2 separate regions of the Mus musculus genome follow, and region 2 is linked to region 1. The links are chromatin contacts, called in public Hi-C maps. All regions are on one chromosome and are shown on one strand. Each heading gives the region's core, a stretch centred on a gene start, on an enhancer-like site or on the middle of the called end of the contact. The rest is flanking DNA. Distances are from core to core; before and after follow the strand shown. Region 1 has its middle 5.5 kb from the start of Gm31678. Region 2 overlaps Dapp1 (dual adaptor for phosphotyrosine and 3-phosphoinositides 1).

Evidence for each region. Hi-C and Micro-C count contacts between places; a contact is called where the count stands out from the background.
Region 2: a contact with region 1 is called in a Hi-C map of the G1E-ER4 cell line, with 2.9 times the contacts expected there. The contact joins two enhancer-like sites. A contact is called at or near these places in 1 of 484 Hi-C or Micro-C datasets (the G1E-ER4 cell line), 1 of 115 datasets of contacts at active chromatin or transcription factors (embryonic stem cells) and 2 of 9 other capture datasets (adipose tissue and liver).

The regions. Positions count from the first base shown.
Region 1 is chr3:137,804,678-137,811,660 of GRCm38.p6, forward strand. No RefSeq gene overlaps it. Among named protein-coding and RNA genes, the nearest start is that of Gm31678, 5.5 kb to the left of the region's middle. Within about 2 kb of position 3,339, at least 6 of the 459 cell types and tissues checked have an H3K27ac peak or open chromatin away from gene starts, as enhancers often do. A contact at or near this core is called in the G1E-ER4 cell line, where this site is marked.
Region 2 is chr3:137,946,575-137,953,292 of GRCm38.p6, forward strand. Dapp1 (dual adaptor for phosphotyrosine and 3-phosphoinositides 1) reads right to left here. Exons shown (of 9, transcript NM_011932.3): 4 at 3,073-3,203. It overlaps Gm19708 (a long non-coding RNA gene), which reads left to right. Exons shown (of 4, transcript XR_867665.2): 1 at 1-283; 2 at 1,102-1,222. Among named protein-coding and RNA genes, the nearest start is that of Gm19708, 6.2 kb to the left of the region's middle. Within about 2 kb of position 4,072, at least 27 of the 459 cell types and tissues checked have an H3K27ac peak or open chromatin away from gene starts, as enhancers often do. A contact at or near this core is called in the G1E-ER4 cell line, where this site is marked.

The DNA of each region.
Region 1 (6,983 bases), core at 2,089-4,588:
AAGCTTAGATGTTAAGTTATTTTCTTTCTATGAGAAAACAGAGGAAATAAAAGCTGAATAGGACAGGTTTGTTACAACATCACTTTGCGCTGGTTAGTTTCTCTATCCAGGAAGGGGAAATCTAAATTGAAAAGATGTCTCCATCATATTGGCCGGTAGGCAAAACTGGCTCTTTAACTTGATTGATGGCTGGTGTAAGGGCTCAGGTAGCAGGAGGTGGTGCCCTCCTGAGCACGCCATCCTGGGTCTATAAGAATGCAGGCTGAGCAAGCCATGGGGAGCAAGTTTCCTTCGTGGCCTCTGCTTTAGTTTCTGCTTCCAGTTCCTGCCTTGAGTTCCCACTTGACTTCATGCTGGTCTGTGACTAGAGTACAAAAGATAACCCCTTTCCTCAACTCTGGGATTAAAGGCATTTGCCACCACTGACAGACTGAGAGGTTTATTTTTATTGTATGTGTATGAGTGTTGGTCTGCATACATCTAAGGGCACCATGCCTGTGCCTGCCACCCTCAGAGGTCAGAAGACAGCACTGAGTCCCCTGAAGCTTGGGTTACAGGCAGTTGTGACCTGCCAAGTGAGGGAAGGGAACAGAACCCTGATCTTCTGCAAGGGCAGTAAGCACTGTGAACCACTGAGCCATCTCTCCAGTCCCCATTTCCTTGGATTTTTAAGGTAGTGTTTAACTGTAGCAAAGGAACCAGTGGCAACCCTCTTGCCTCTCCTCAGGAGCTGAAATTACAGGTATAATATCACATTGGAGTTTGTTTGCTTGCTCTCTCTCTCTCTCTCTCTCTCTCTCCCCCCCCCTCACCATTTTTCTCCACTGCATAAATTATCTTGACTATCAAAAGAAACTACAAATTCTATTTTCAAAACACAGAGAGTGACATCTTTCTTCCAAGATGCATTTGCACCACTGACATCTCTGAAACATAAAAATGGGAACTAATCTTGCTTGGCTCCCAAAATGTCTTGGACAATGATGCTAAAACATTAATGCCCACACTTGGGTTGCCAGAACCTGTTACAATGGAGACGATGCTGTCAAGGGTCTCTTGGAGTCACAGTCAAGGCAGGGGCTCACCAACTGCTGCAGAAGTTGTATTCCCGATACCTACAGCCCAGCAGCCATGACTTCAGCCCGCACCCACACTGGGCAGCTCTGCAGCCACACACTCCCGCCTTCCCTTTCAAAGGTGCTTCTGCGGCTGACAGATGGACTTTCCTAGGATCCCCTTTTTAAGCTTCCCTCCACGGTGGAATGCATTCCTGAAATGGCTTCCTCTGCTGCCTGGTGTTTACTTCTGTTGACTTCCAGAGAGTGGGTTGAACTGGCTTCCTGTTATGGTCAGCTGGGGATCTTTCTCTGCTCAATAAAATCAATCTGGAGCTTGGCATCAAGTTTTCCAAAGCTTGCCAGGAACCCTAAAATGTAGCTCCGTTTGTGACTTTCAAATTAATGAATACTTTACCAGTAAGAGCTGTAAACTTTAATTGAGAAGGTAATCCTGACACATTACTCTGAATAAAGTAATAGCAATTATAATTGTTCATAGAGATGGGGTCTTGCTGTTGCGCACAGGATGTCTCAGACTCCTGTGCTCAAGCAATCTTATTGCCTTAGTCTGCACAGAGTAGTGTCTGGAGGCATATACCATACGTAGTGTACGGCTCAATTAAATTCTTGCTGTTCTGCATCTTATCCTAGAATACAAGATGCTCCCTGTGCTAAAGGGAACTGGCCCCGTTAACTCTCCTCTCCAGTCCTAACTCACCGCTAAATAGAGAAGCTCCGAAGCTAAATTTAATAGCAAGAAAGTTTAGATCATTACTCTAGTTTAGTTCTAGAGGAAATACAACAAAACTCTGTCAAGCTTGGTGACACACTTGTGATTCTAACATTTGGGAAGTGGGGGCATGAAGATCAGGAGTTCAAGGTCATCTTTAGCTACATAAGGAATTGGAGTCCGGCCTGCTCTCCATGGGACAAACCAAACCCAGGTCTTCTGCAAGAAACCATCATTCCATCCCTCCAGCCACACCACATAAGGCAGTGTTTCCTGATGCCACCTGGGATTCTGCCACCACAATGCCTTTCTTCATCTCTCACCACACAGGCTTCTAAACAAATCTAAAAGAGATCATTGGGAAAGGGGACTCCATTGAAAACAGAACTGCTTTCTCTCATTGTTCGGTTGAGTGTTGTTCTTGTTTTTATTTATTTTGTGACATTAAATTTTCTTGCATTCTCGTCTTAAGAAAACTAAAAGCAACAGGTGAAGTCGTGTGTAATAACCAAGTGTAGTTTAGAAATATTATCATATACAATGTGATCAATGGGAAATTGTTCATAAAGTAGATATACTCCGGTACTGAGTCTGATGGTCTCGCTGTTTTAAGCCTTCAGCTTGTCTCGTTTCAGAACAGAACATTCCACCTTTGAGGGATGAGTCCACTGAAGTCAGGAAAGCGAATAGCCAGAGGTGACAGAGGTGAGAGCTTGTTATTCCCCAACAGTATTCCCTCAGCCCTAAGAGGCTTGGCGAGCATGTCTTGAGAAAGCTGGAGCTACAACTAAGAAATGTCCAAAGATAAACCTTTTTCAATAAAATACTAGTTTTGATTAGTGGGGGAATGCTTAACGCTATGACCTATAACCCTATATAGATTTAGATGTCTGAGCAGCTATGACCTATAACCCTATAGATTTAGATGTCTGAGTAGCAGGCCTCTCCACTCTTCATCCCCCTTGAAGAATGGCACCAGAATAACATACTATGCTGAGCACTCTAACATTCAGGCTCTGTGTTTAGTCTCCATCTCCAGGGGAAAGAAAACAAATCAAATAATATTTCTAATATTAATAAATTCTACATACACACACACACATAGTGAGGAGATAGATAAATGCACTCTGGCTTCCACGGTGCTCTAAGCTAGACCACATGATAAGTAACTGATGTCTCCAGTGTCAGCAGAGCCCCAGGGCCTGCCAACTGCTCTGTGAGCCTCTCTCTCATTCAGACCTTGAGAAGAAACAGCTCCTGAAAACACACTGGCTGCAAGCTCTTGAGGGACCCTGGACCCAGATCCCTAAAAGGACAAGATCCAGCATGTCCTCTTAGTATTATTCTTATCTCTGTAAGAGTATGGAAGAGGGGGAAGGAGAGAAACTGGGGCGACCATTAGGAGACTGTCGTGAAAAAGCAGATCACAAAGCAGAGGTGAGGCAGCCAAAGCCACTATGGGGAAAAGCTGACAAAGGAGTCAGATGCTGAAAGAGTAGATGTTCTCATAGCTCGCTGTTTGAATGTGGGGGTGTGAAAGAAAGGGAGAGAGATTGTGCTTTTTGCTATTCCTTTTGAAGGTTTATTTCCTTAACTTTGTGGGTGTCTGTGACCTCCACAGTCAGCAGAGTAACGATCCATGGGAGGCAAGAAGGAGTTTGACTAAGCAGCCAGTGTTGGTTCAAAGTACAGGAGTCTGACCCAAGCCATTTAGTTATGCACATTTTAAGCACAGTACTATTTGGTGAAAACATTCCTGATGATAATTAATTCATTTCTGTGTGCAAAACAAAGCACACATAAGTAAAGGAGTGAAATAAGCCAAATAAAGATTGGACATGACTACATTGAAATTCTTTGTGAAGTACATGTGACACTCTCCATAAAGATAAGCTCTATAGATTGACAGAGAAAAACAAGCTTACCAAGGGTCTGTGGGAGGATCCGATGTTGACTCTACCACACAGATACTGCAAGGGTCACCACGCAGTCAACCACATCTGCTCCCAGCATTCTGGTCAGATATCAGGTTATGCATCTCTTCTTTGAAGGAACAACCCTGTGTGCATGTAACTTTCCAGGTTCCCCTAGTGTTTATCTGTGAACACAAGATCCTCAGTGCCTCCTACGATTAACATCCAATCTATAATTCTCTGTCTTGTCTTGCTCAGGGTCATGAGACATTTTTACTAAAAAACCATACATCTTGCCTATTAATATTTATAACATAGCTGTGAGTCCTGTTAGTTCATTTTCGGAATAAACACAGCATATTGGTTACGTTTCTCTTTATGTATGATAAGATAAGATATATGGGCATAGTGCTAGTTTCACAAAAATAATCTTTATAAAATGGTAACATTCTTCAACAGTCTCAAAGCCCGAAATGAGTGTCTGCATCTCACAGGTGCCGGCATTTGTTTTGTTTGAGTTGTCTGAGTAAAGATAATTGATTGTATTGCCTCAATCCGTATTAACTTCTACACACAAAAATTCCAGTGTTCCTCTTTGAGAAAGAATCTCACGGAGCTTGAGCTGGCTCTGAACTTGCTATGTGGCAAATGACCTTCAATTCCTGATCCACTCGCCTGCCTCTCCCTTCCATGTGCTGATGTAACAGGTGTACTGGCTGCTTTTGTGTCAACCAGACACAAGCTAGAGTCATCAGAGAGCAAGGAGCCTCAGTTGAGGAAATGCCTCCATGAGATCCAGCTGTAAGGCATTTTCTCAATTAGCAATCAATGGGCAAGGGCCCCCATTACGGCTGATGGCCATAATTCCGTAAGAAAGCAGGCTGAGCAAGGCAGGGGAAGCAAGCCAGTAAGCAGCCCCCCTTCATGGCTTCTGCCTCCAGGATCCTGTCTTATTTGAGTTCCTATCCTGACTTCCTTCAATCATGAACAGCAAAATGGAAGTAGAAATCAAATAAACCCTTTCCTCCCCAGCTTGCTTTTTGATCATGGTGTTTCATTGCAGCAATGGAAACCCTGACTAGAGCTGGGACTGTAATTGCCGCACTCAAGAGATGAAGCCATCAGCATGAGGAGTTCAAGCCTAGCCCGAACATAAAGTGAGTTCGAGACCAGCCTAAATCTATAAGACCTTGTCTTAAATAAATAAATAAATAAATAAGAACATCTAAAGCCCTTTAACTATCTATCGATCATACCAATCAAACAAGGTATGGTTTAAAGATGAAACTCCCCACATGTGTTGAAGGCTTGTTTGTTCCCTACTGTTGGTACTAGTACCGGAAGTGGTAAGAACATCACGAAGCAGCCATATCTAAAGCAAGTGGTCACTGGGGTTACATCGCTGGGGGTAAATCTTAGCCCTGGGCCCTTGCTGTCTTCCTATCTCTGTCTTTGTTTCTCAGTAAATAGCCTTCTTCTCAACATATTCCTGCCACCAAAGTGTTCTGCCTCTTCTTGGACCCAAGGCGTGAAAGCCAGCCAACCATGGACTGAAGCCTGGGAAACCATGAGCTGAAATAGATCTTTCCTTCTTTGAGGTTATTTCTCTCAGTCATTTGTCATGGGAATGAGAAGCTAATATACTTGCTATTTGGGTTCAGACACCAGGATGTCCCAGTAATGTCTTATGCAGTTGGTTCCTGTCCTAGTTAGGGCTTTATTGTTATAAAGAGACACTATGAACATGGCAACTCTTATTAAAAAAAAAAAAAAAGCATTTAACTGGGACTGGCTTACAGTTTCAGAGGTTTAGTCCATTGGAAACATGGCAGCATGCAGACAGACATGCTGCCGGAGAAGGAGCTGAGAGTTCTACACCTTGAGCCTCAGACTGCAAAAGGAAACTGTATGCTTAAGCCTCTACAATGACAAACTTCCTCAAACGAGGCCACACCTACTAACATTGTTGTTCCCTATGGGCCTAGTATTCAAGCACGAGTGTATGGCAGTCATTTCTATTCAAACCACCACAGTTCCAAAGAGTGTGACTACATCAGCAGTATGTTTATGTTCCTGGATCTTATTTCCCCCCACCCCCACCCCCACCCCCACCCCCACCCCCACCCCCAACTCTAGTCCCTTGCTTGTGTCCCATTTCAGAAGGATAGCTTCGATGGTCCACTTAGTGCCTTTTGGCTTATTATAAATATAGAGTTTTGTGTGTTTTTGTTTTGTTTTGGTCTTGGTTTTTTAAGACAGGGTTTCTCTGTGTAGCCCTGGCTGTCCTGAAACTCACTCTGTAGACCACCCTGGCCTCAAACTCAGAAATCCACCTGCCTCTGCCTCCCAAGTGCTGGGATTAAGTCGTGTGCCACCACTGCCTGGCTTTTTTTGTTTTGTTTTTGTTTTATGTCTTTTATCTGGGAACAATATGGTCTGAGATGAGGTAGAAACCCCTATTAGATATTTAAAGGCAACAAGAGGCTATAGCAAACCCCAAAATAATATTAAACACAACAAAATCCACATGGTAGAGTTGACGGACTCCCATGAACTGTCCTGTGACCTCCACACAGGCACTATGTGCTATTGTATAAAATGTGCTTATATATACACAGGGCACTGGGTGGGGGAAGGACAAAACAAAACAAACAAACAAACAAAAACTAGTTTTACTTTTAACATTTGTTACCTTAAACAAATTAAACTCCTGGGTCTCAGCTTTTTCATCTAAAAAATTTTAGACACCCCTCTACCAACGAAAAGGAAACAAGGGTCCCTCCTGCAGAGAAGTCTCTGCCTGTAGCTCTGTTGGGTTTTATTTCTTCAGTACTGTAAATGGTTGATCAAACCTTCTCTGACCTTCTTCTTCTCGAGTTGGCATGCTTTCCTCCTGGGATCACAATTCGTATTATGTACGGATGACGACATGATGTATCTGTTTCAAAAGCCCCTTCGGAGCTTTCAGTTGAGATTTCTACTTGATAGCCCTCACAAACTCAAAATTTCCTAAATTAAGTTCTCTCTCTTTTCCCTCCTGACTCAGCCCCTCCTCACTTCCCCCACACTCAATCGATTCCAAGTCCCAGTTCCTAAATGTCTGTCTCTCAGATGTTCACACCTCCTTCTGTCTATCACAGACCTTATTTACAAGGAGTTCTTGTCACCTGAATAGCTCAGCAGTATTTCTGAAACAGGGCCTTACATAGCCCCAGGCTAGTCTTCAATTTTCTATGTATCTGAAGGTGACCTTGGACTCTTGATGCTCCTGAGTGTCAAAAT
Region 2 (6,718 bases), core at 2,822-5,321, 140 kb after region 1:
ATGAACAATAATTTCCTTAAAGTTGACAAAGGATGTGAAGTAACTTTATATAAGCACCTGCATTTGGGGGAAATCGACTACTTTCAGTTTTTTACTTCAAGCAAGTTCTTCTTCTAGAAGTATGACGTAATGTTCTTCCTCCACAGACTGGAACTCATTTCTCAAAAGAGAAAACAGAAATGTGGATACCTCAGAGCTCAAAGCTGGGAGAGAGAGAGGTGCCCACAATGGGTGAGCAGGGACAAGAATGACAATCTGACGAGGGCTCTGTTCTCTCAACTAGGTCAGTTCAGGATTCCGTGAGCAAAGTATACTGAGATACAGTCCTGGATCTATTAAAAAGCCTCAACTGTTTTGGTTGGTGTCATTACACAATAAAGTTCTTAGGCTTCTTCTTGTTATATTATGTGCTTTCCCTGTTGACCAAGCCCTAACCACAGTTTTTAAGTTCTCTCCTGTGTTACAGTGTCCACATACTTAGTCAGTTGAACTTTGTGACACATGGAGGAAGCAAACAAAAAGTAGTTATGACTTCCATAATTTGGTCTAAAGAGTCTTAGTCCTAGCTGAGACCAAAGCTACAGATCAAGTATTGGCTGACTCTTCCTACTGACCAAAGATAAACACAGGCAAAAGAGAGCAGATCGTAGGCTCACTGATGGCAAGTCTCTAGGAGCCTAACAGAGGCTAAGAGGGAAGGTGGGCATGGCTCCCACCACTAACCAAGAAGCTGTCTGCCACCGATACCTGCCGGCAAAAGAAAAATTAATTCTCTTTAATGGAGTCATACTGGGTATATTGGCCACAGTTCAGGGTAGATCTTAGACCCAGAAGTGGTTGTCCAATACAAATCAAACTCACTGGTGCTTGGTAGACTTTTTTTCTTTTAGGAGGCATTTTTTTTGTCTTATTGGTCTTTTGATTATGTATTTTGCTTTTGATTTTTTTGTGTTTTTATGGTACATTTCTTGGTTTTTGTTTTTTAAGAAAGAAGGGGCATGAATTGGATGGGTATGGAGATGGGGAAGGTCTGGGAGATGCTGGGGAGGGAAAAGTATGATCAGAATATATTGTATAATTTTTTTTTATCTTAAAAAACAGAAGAGGAGGAGACTGTGAAGATAAACAGTTGATACACGAGGTGGTTTTGTGACAGCTAAGAACAGGGAAAGAGGAAGCTACGAAGGGAACTGGCTGGCAAGAAAAGAAGAACTGAGCAGAGGTAGGTCTTGATCTGATCTCGGGCCTCGTCTGTCTCTGGAAATGTATCAATCATTTTACTTTCCTAGATTTCTCTAGCTCTAAAATCCAATGCTTCCTTTTGTTAACTCTTTAACTAGCTCTCCAACCTCCAAGTCTTTTAAAACCAATTTTCAGGATTTTTTATTTTTGATGAGTTGTAGTAAAATGGTAAACTATTCAAGCTACAAAGCCACAAGAACTTACGAAGCAATGATCCCTGTATATATGGCCTATGTGTGTGCCCACATGTGTGCACGTACATGGTACAGTATGTCTATGGAATATACATATATACAGCATAAACTTGAGTTTCTTTACCTTTCACCTTGTTTAAAACACATACCAGGTTGAGCTGGACTTAAAGCTTTTGGAGACTCTCCTGTCTGCCTGTCATCATCTCGCAGGGAATAAACACACGTATGCTACTGAGTGCTGGCTTTTAAGTAGGTTATAGGATCTCAGCTCTGGTCTTCAGATTGCATGGGTAGTGTTTTAACCACTGAGTCCTAACCCCACGCACTTCCCCTTTAATTGGCACAGCATCTTGCTACATAGTCCTGGTTAGCCTCAACTTGAGCCTCCCAGGTGTTGGAATTTCCAGACTGCACCATCACACCCAGTACGGCACATTTAAGAAAGTCTTCTTTTGGCATCAGAATAGAAAAAAAATCACTTTGGGGGGATAGGAAGGTCCCATCTGGTTTAATATGCTTGGTAGTTAATAACTGGAAGTGGCTGGTTTTTAAGTGTAAATGGCTTCTTGGTGTTCTATTTGGATGTTGCTATTTTTATCTTCTGCCCAAACTAAGATTTCCCCTACTAGAAGTGCTCAGCATGTTAGGAGGAGAGAGCAAGTGGAGGAACCCTGAGGATGGGAAAAGGAGGGGATGTCGGAGGAACCTGCAGACTGTGGCTCACAGAATACATAGCGATGACCTCTGAGATGAGCGATGACTCATCCCCGCATCCCATAATGCTCAGACTAAAGGGGAGTGGGGCCACATTGGCAAGAAGTAAGAATACTTTCTCCCCGTGGGTGCCATTCACTGGAGAACCAAAGATAGAAAACGGTACCCCGAGTTTTCCGGGGGGACTGGAGAGGTTTTTCTTTCATGGGTAGTTGAAATGCAAAGGAAATTGTTTCTCTACGTTTTAAGCAGCTTGTCAAGGAATGACTGCTTAGGCAGCTAGGTATCCTCATCTCTCACCTACTCTACCATGAACCTGTTTAAAGAGAGAAATATCAGTGACATTTTCTAAGTTTTTGAAATCCTATCACTAGGTCTCTCTCTCTCTCTCTGTCTGTCTCTCTGTCAGTCTCTCTGTCTGTCTCTGTCTCTGTCTCTGTCTCTGTCTCTGTCTCTGTCTCTCTCTCTCTCTCTCCTTCTACTGGGGATAAGACATGCATGATCTCACAATACCAGGCAAGCACTGTAATTCTGACCTACACTCATCCAAAGCGTTTGTGGGTTTCTGTTTGTTTGTTTGTTTTTAATTTTCCTTGGACCAGCTGAATTTAATTATAGCCTCACAATATTAAACCAAATTCCAAGTTTTGTATCCCCTCGAGAATGTACTGCTTTGTTGTTTGTTGGTTTGCTTGCTTGCTTTTCAAGACAGGATGCTACAAGACAGCTCCGGCTGACACAGAACTCTCTCTTTAGCCCAAGGTTGAGCTCATAGTGACTCTCAAGTCTCAGACTCCCAAGTGCTGGGATTATGAGTGTGTGCCACTAAGTTGGCTCCAGACTAGAACTTTTGTGTGAGCCAATGGACTTTAGTTCTTGCTGCATTCAATGGCAATCAGTGAAGAGCACAGTGGGCACTTACAGAAGGCGCAGTGGGCACGAGGTCGTTCTCTGTCCTTCCTGTCTGCATCGCTGTGTGAACCCGGACTGATTCGTAAATGCAAGGTTCTTCCACTTCCCTTGGATAGGGATGCTTCAAAACCATCAGAGTCCCTGCATGAAAACAGAAATATACATACATACGTACATATATAGTCCAATATGATGCTTGAGGGAAGATACAAATGTTAGCCAAGGTGACTGGCGGGCTTGTAAAGTCTATTTATAAAGTGTGTGTGTGTGTGTGTGTGTGTGTGTGATATGTAGAGGTCAGAGGACAACTTTTGTGGCCAGTTCTTTCTACCGTGAGACTCCAGGGATCAAACCCTGGCTTGTGAAACAAGCACTCTTCCTGTTTGAGCCTTCTTATCACCACCTCCATTATTAGTTATACTTGTGCTTACTCATCTCCACAGCATTCCGAGAAGACCAACTTTATACAAGCCATAGGACTTGGATGCAGAGATGTACAGCATGAGTTAGCTGAGAGATCAATATAGTCGCTTAAATGAGCAAGGTGATGAGACCCAGAGAATGGTGTGGACAACGTGGGATGCTCAGAACAGCTCACACAAGAAGCTTGACGGTTGAGCTGGACCTTAGGCCATAACTAGAAACTTTGCAAGCAGACTCTCATAAAGGTGTGAGAACAAAGCCGAGAACACGGGCACAGGGAGAGTCTCTGCTGACGTCCTTACTGCTTAGCAGCTTTGGAACAAACATAACAGATCAGTGGACTCAAAACCACAGCCTCCCAGCCCTCTCCCCATACTCTCCTCGCACCCCAGTGAAGCCTCCGACTGACTTGGGCGATCAGGGCAGGAGCAGATGGGAGCTCATTTGCAATTGCTTCCATGTCCATACAGAAGAGGGAGCCAGGCAGAAAGGGGGTTCAGCCCGGGCAAGTAGACCCTGGGAACATCATTCAGAGGCTCAGAGAACCTCTGACTCTGCATTCTGACATTTCCCATTCTGTGAACTTCCCCCAACCAACCAGTCAACCAGAAACTAGAAACTTTGACTAGAAGAAAGCTGAAGTCTTTGTTTTTCCTCTACTGCAATGGCTTCTTGCTAGTTTTCTTGGGGGAGGGGGGACTGCTAAAGACCATTCAGGGTCTTGGATGTGTGAGTCGAAAGCTCTACCACTAAGCTCTACCTCCAGCCTGCTTCCTGCTTTTTATCTTAAAAGGTCTTTTCTACAGCAGCTCTATTCAGGACTTTACTAGACATGAAGAAAATAATTCATCAAGTAATTTAACTAGTATTCATTCAGTTCTGTGCCAGGCACTGGTGCTGGCCATGGGGCTGCCACAGCAGATACACGTTCATGCTCTGATTAGGCAAATACTCAAGATTCAGGGGTCAGAAGTACTAGGCCAACACATTCCATGTGTAAGATGTGTTGGGGCTGGTGGGATGGGTCAGTGGTTAAGAGAACTGACTGTTCTTCCAAAGGTCCTGAGTTTAATTCCCAGCAACCACGTGGTGGCTCACACCACCTGTAATGGGATCTTCTGGTGTACTCATATACATAAAATAAATAAAACTTTTTTTTTTTTAAAGAGGTGTTATGAACAAATAAAGAGCACAAGACAGGAGATGGGGAAGATGGTGACATAGGCGACCATCTTTGAAAAGATGAGTTGAAAGACTATAGAAAATATAGACACCAAATTGGGGCAAAGGAGGGGCCAGTAGTGACAGAAAAATACCTCATTAGTATTAGGTGCAAAAGCTCTGAATGTTAATGATAACTACCCTCTAAGACATTACACAGTGTTTCTATACACATGAATGACTGTCAAATCAGATACCATGGACCAGATAACAGGCTGCTGTAAGGATGAAAGTTTGTTTAGAAAAGATGAAAGAGGGCTGGCTCACATGAAGAGATGGCTCAGAGGATAAGAGCACTGACTGATCTTCCGAAGGTCCCGAGTTCAAATCCCAGCAACCACATAGTGGCTCACAACCACCCATAATGAGATCTGACGCCCTCTTCTGGTGCATCTGAAGTCAGCTACAGTGTACCTATGTGTAATAATATATCTTTGGGCTAACAACATGAAGGCTCACAACCATCTGTACAGCTACAGTGTACTAACATACATAAAATAAATCTTTAAAAAAAGATGAAAGAAGGTGTCTCTGATTTTGCCTCAGAGGAGGATCCAGGCCCTCTCTGTATCCCTCCCATTCACGTCAGTGGCACCGGGCTCCCAGTGACAAATGGCTTGACAGTTATCAGAGGGCACAGTCTGCTCTTGCACGTTGCCTGTGCTCTCTTTTATCACCCTGGCCCTTCCTGAGAATTCATCAGTCCCGTGTGGAGCAGGAGTCAGAATGAAAGCAGAGGCATCAAAATCAAAAGCAGCCATGGAGCAGGCTCAGGGGCCACATGCAGAGCAGGCTCGAGGGCCACGTGCAGACTGCTTTCCTCTGCAGAGGCTGGGTGAGCTCAGGGCTGGTGTCGTCTCTACATTTGCCCTACCCCCAAGAAATATCCCACTGATATGCCAGGCAGTTGCTCTGGCATTGTGGAAAGACACCTGGACCCACCAGCTAAGACCAGCCTGGATCGCCTCTCTCCCCCGCCCCTCTGCTCAAGCTGACCTAGACTAGCCCTTCTGCCTGTTTGTTCTTCCCCTAACTAGTGCAAACAGCTAAACTTCCTCCACAAGGCTGAGCTGTGCACCAGACAGAGGGTGTTTGCAGAAAGATTGCAAAACAGTAGATAGTATTCTTCGATAAAGAACACACTGAAAAGTCCTTAAATGAAAATCCAATGACTGAATTTTGGGGAACTTGATTTTTTTTTTTAAAGACTTCATTTGTGTGCATGCTGCTGTGCACATGTGCACACTGATGTCTGCTGAGGCCAGAGTGTGAGTCAGAGTCCCTGGAGTGGGAGGTGCAGGTAGCGCAGCTGTTTGGAGGAGGTGCTTGGAAGGAAACTCTGGCCTGCTGCAAGGAGAGCATGCATTTCTAACTGCTGGGTCATCTCTCCAGCCCCAAGCCCCACACTTTAAACCTTTACATTACATATTCTCTCTCTCTTCTCTCTCTCTCTCCCTCTCTCTGTCTTCCTCCCTCCTCCTCCTTCTCCTCCTCCCTCCCCCTGCCCCATATGTGTGTGTGTGTGTGTGTGTGTGTGTGTGTGTGTGTGTGTCCTCATCCATCAGTTGGATTCACCTCACTTATTTCCTCCTCTGGAAAGAAGGCTCAGCAATGCTATTTCCTGGCTTCACAAGCATTGCTGTAGGTCCATGTTTGAGAGGCGTAGAGACAGGCTCTTGCAGATGACATGTCCAATCATCGACGCCTTCCCTGTTGCCATGACTACTGGGCTGCTTCCCTTCCTTCTCTAGTTCAGCTTGCTGCACATCCTGAATGAACATACTAAAGCGTCCCCCTTCTCCACGCACTCCAGTGTTTTCACATTTAGTCAGCTAGAGAAGCAATGGCTATCACCTCTACCCAAACCCCAAAACTATGCCTTCCCTTTACAGGAAAGGAAATCTGGGTTGGTGAATTTAGATTATAAAAGAACCACAGGACTTAGTTGGAAGAGTCAGATAAAAGGCAATGGGGACATGGGGGTGGGGGTGGGGGGTGGAGAAGTTGGGGGT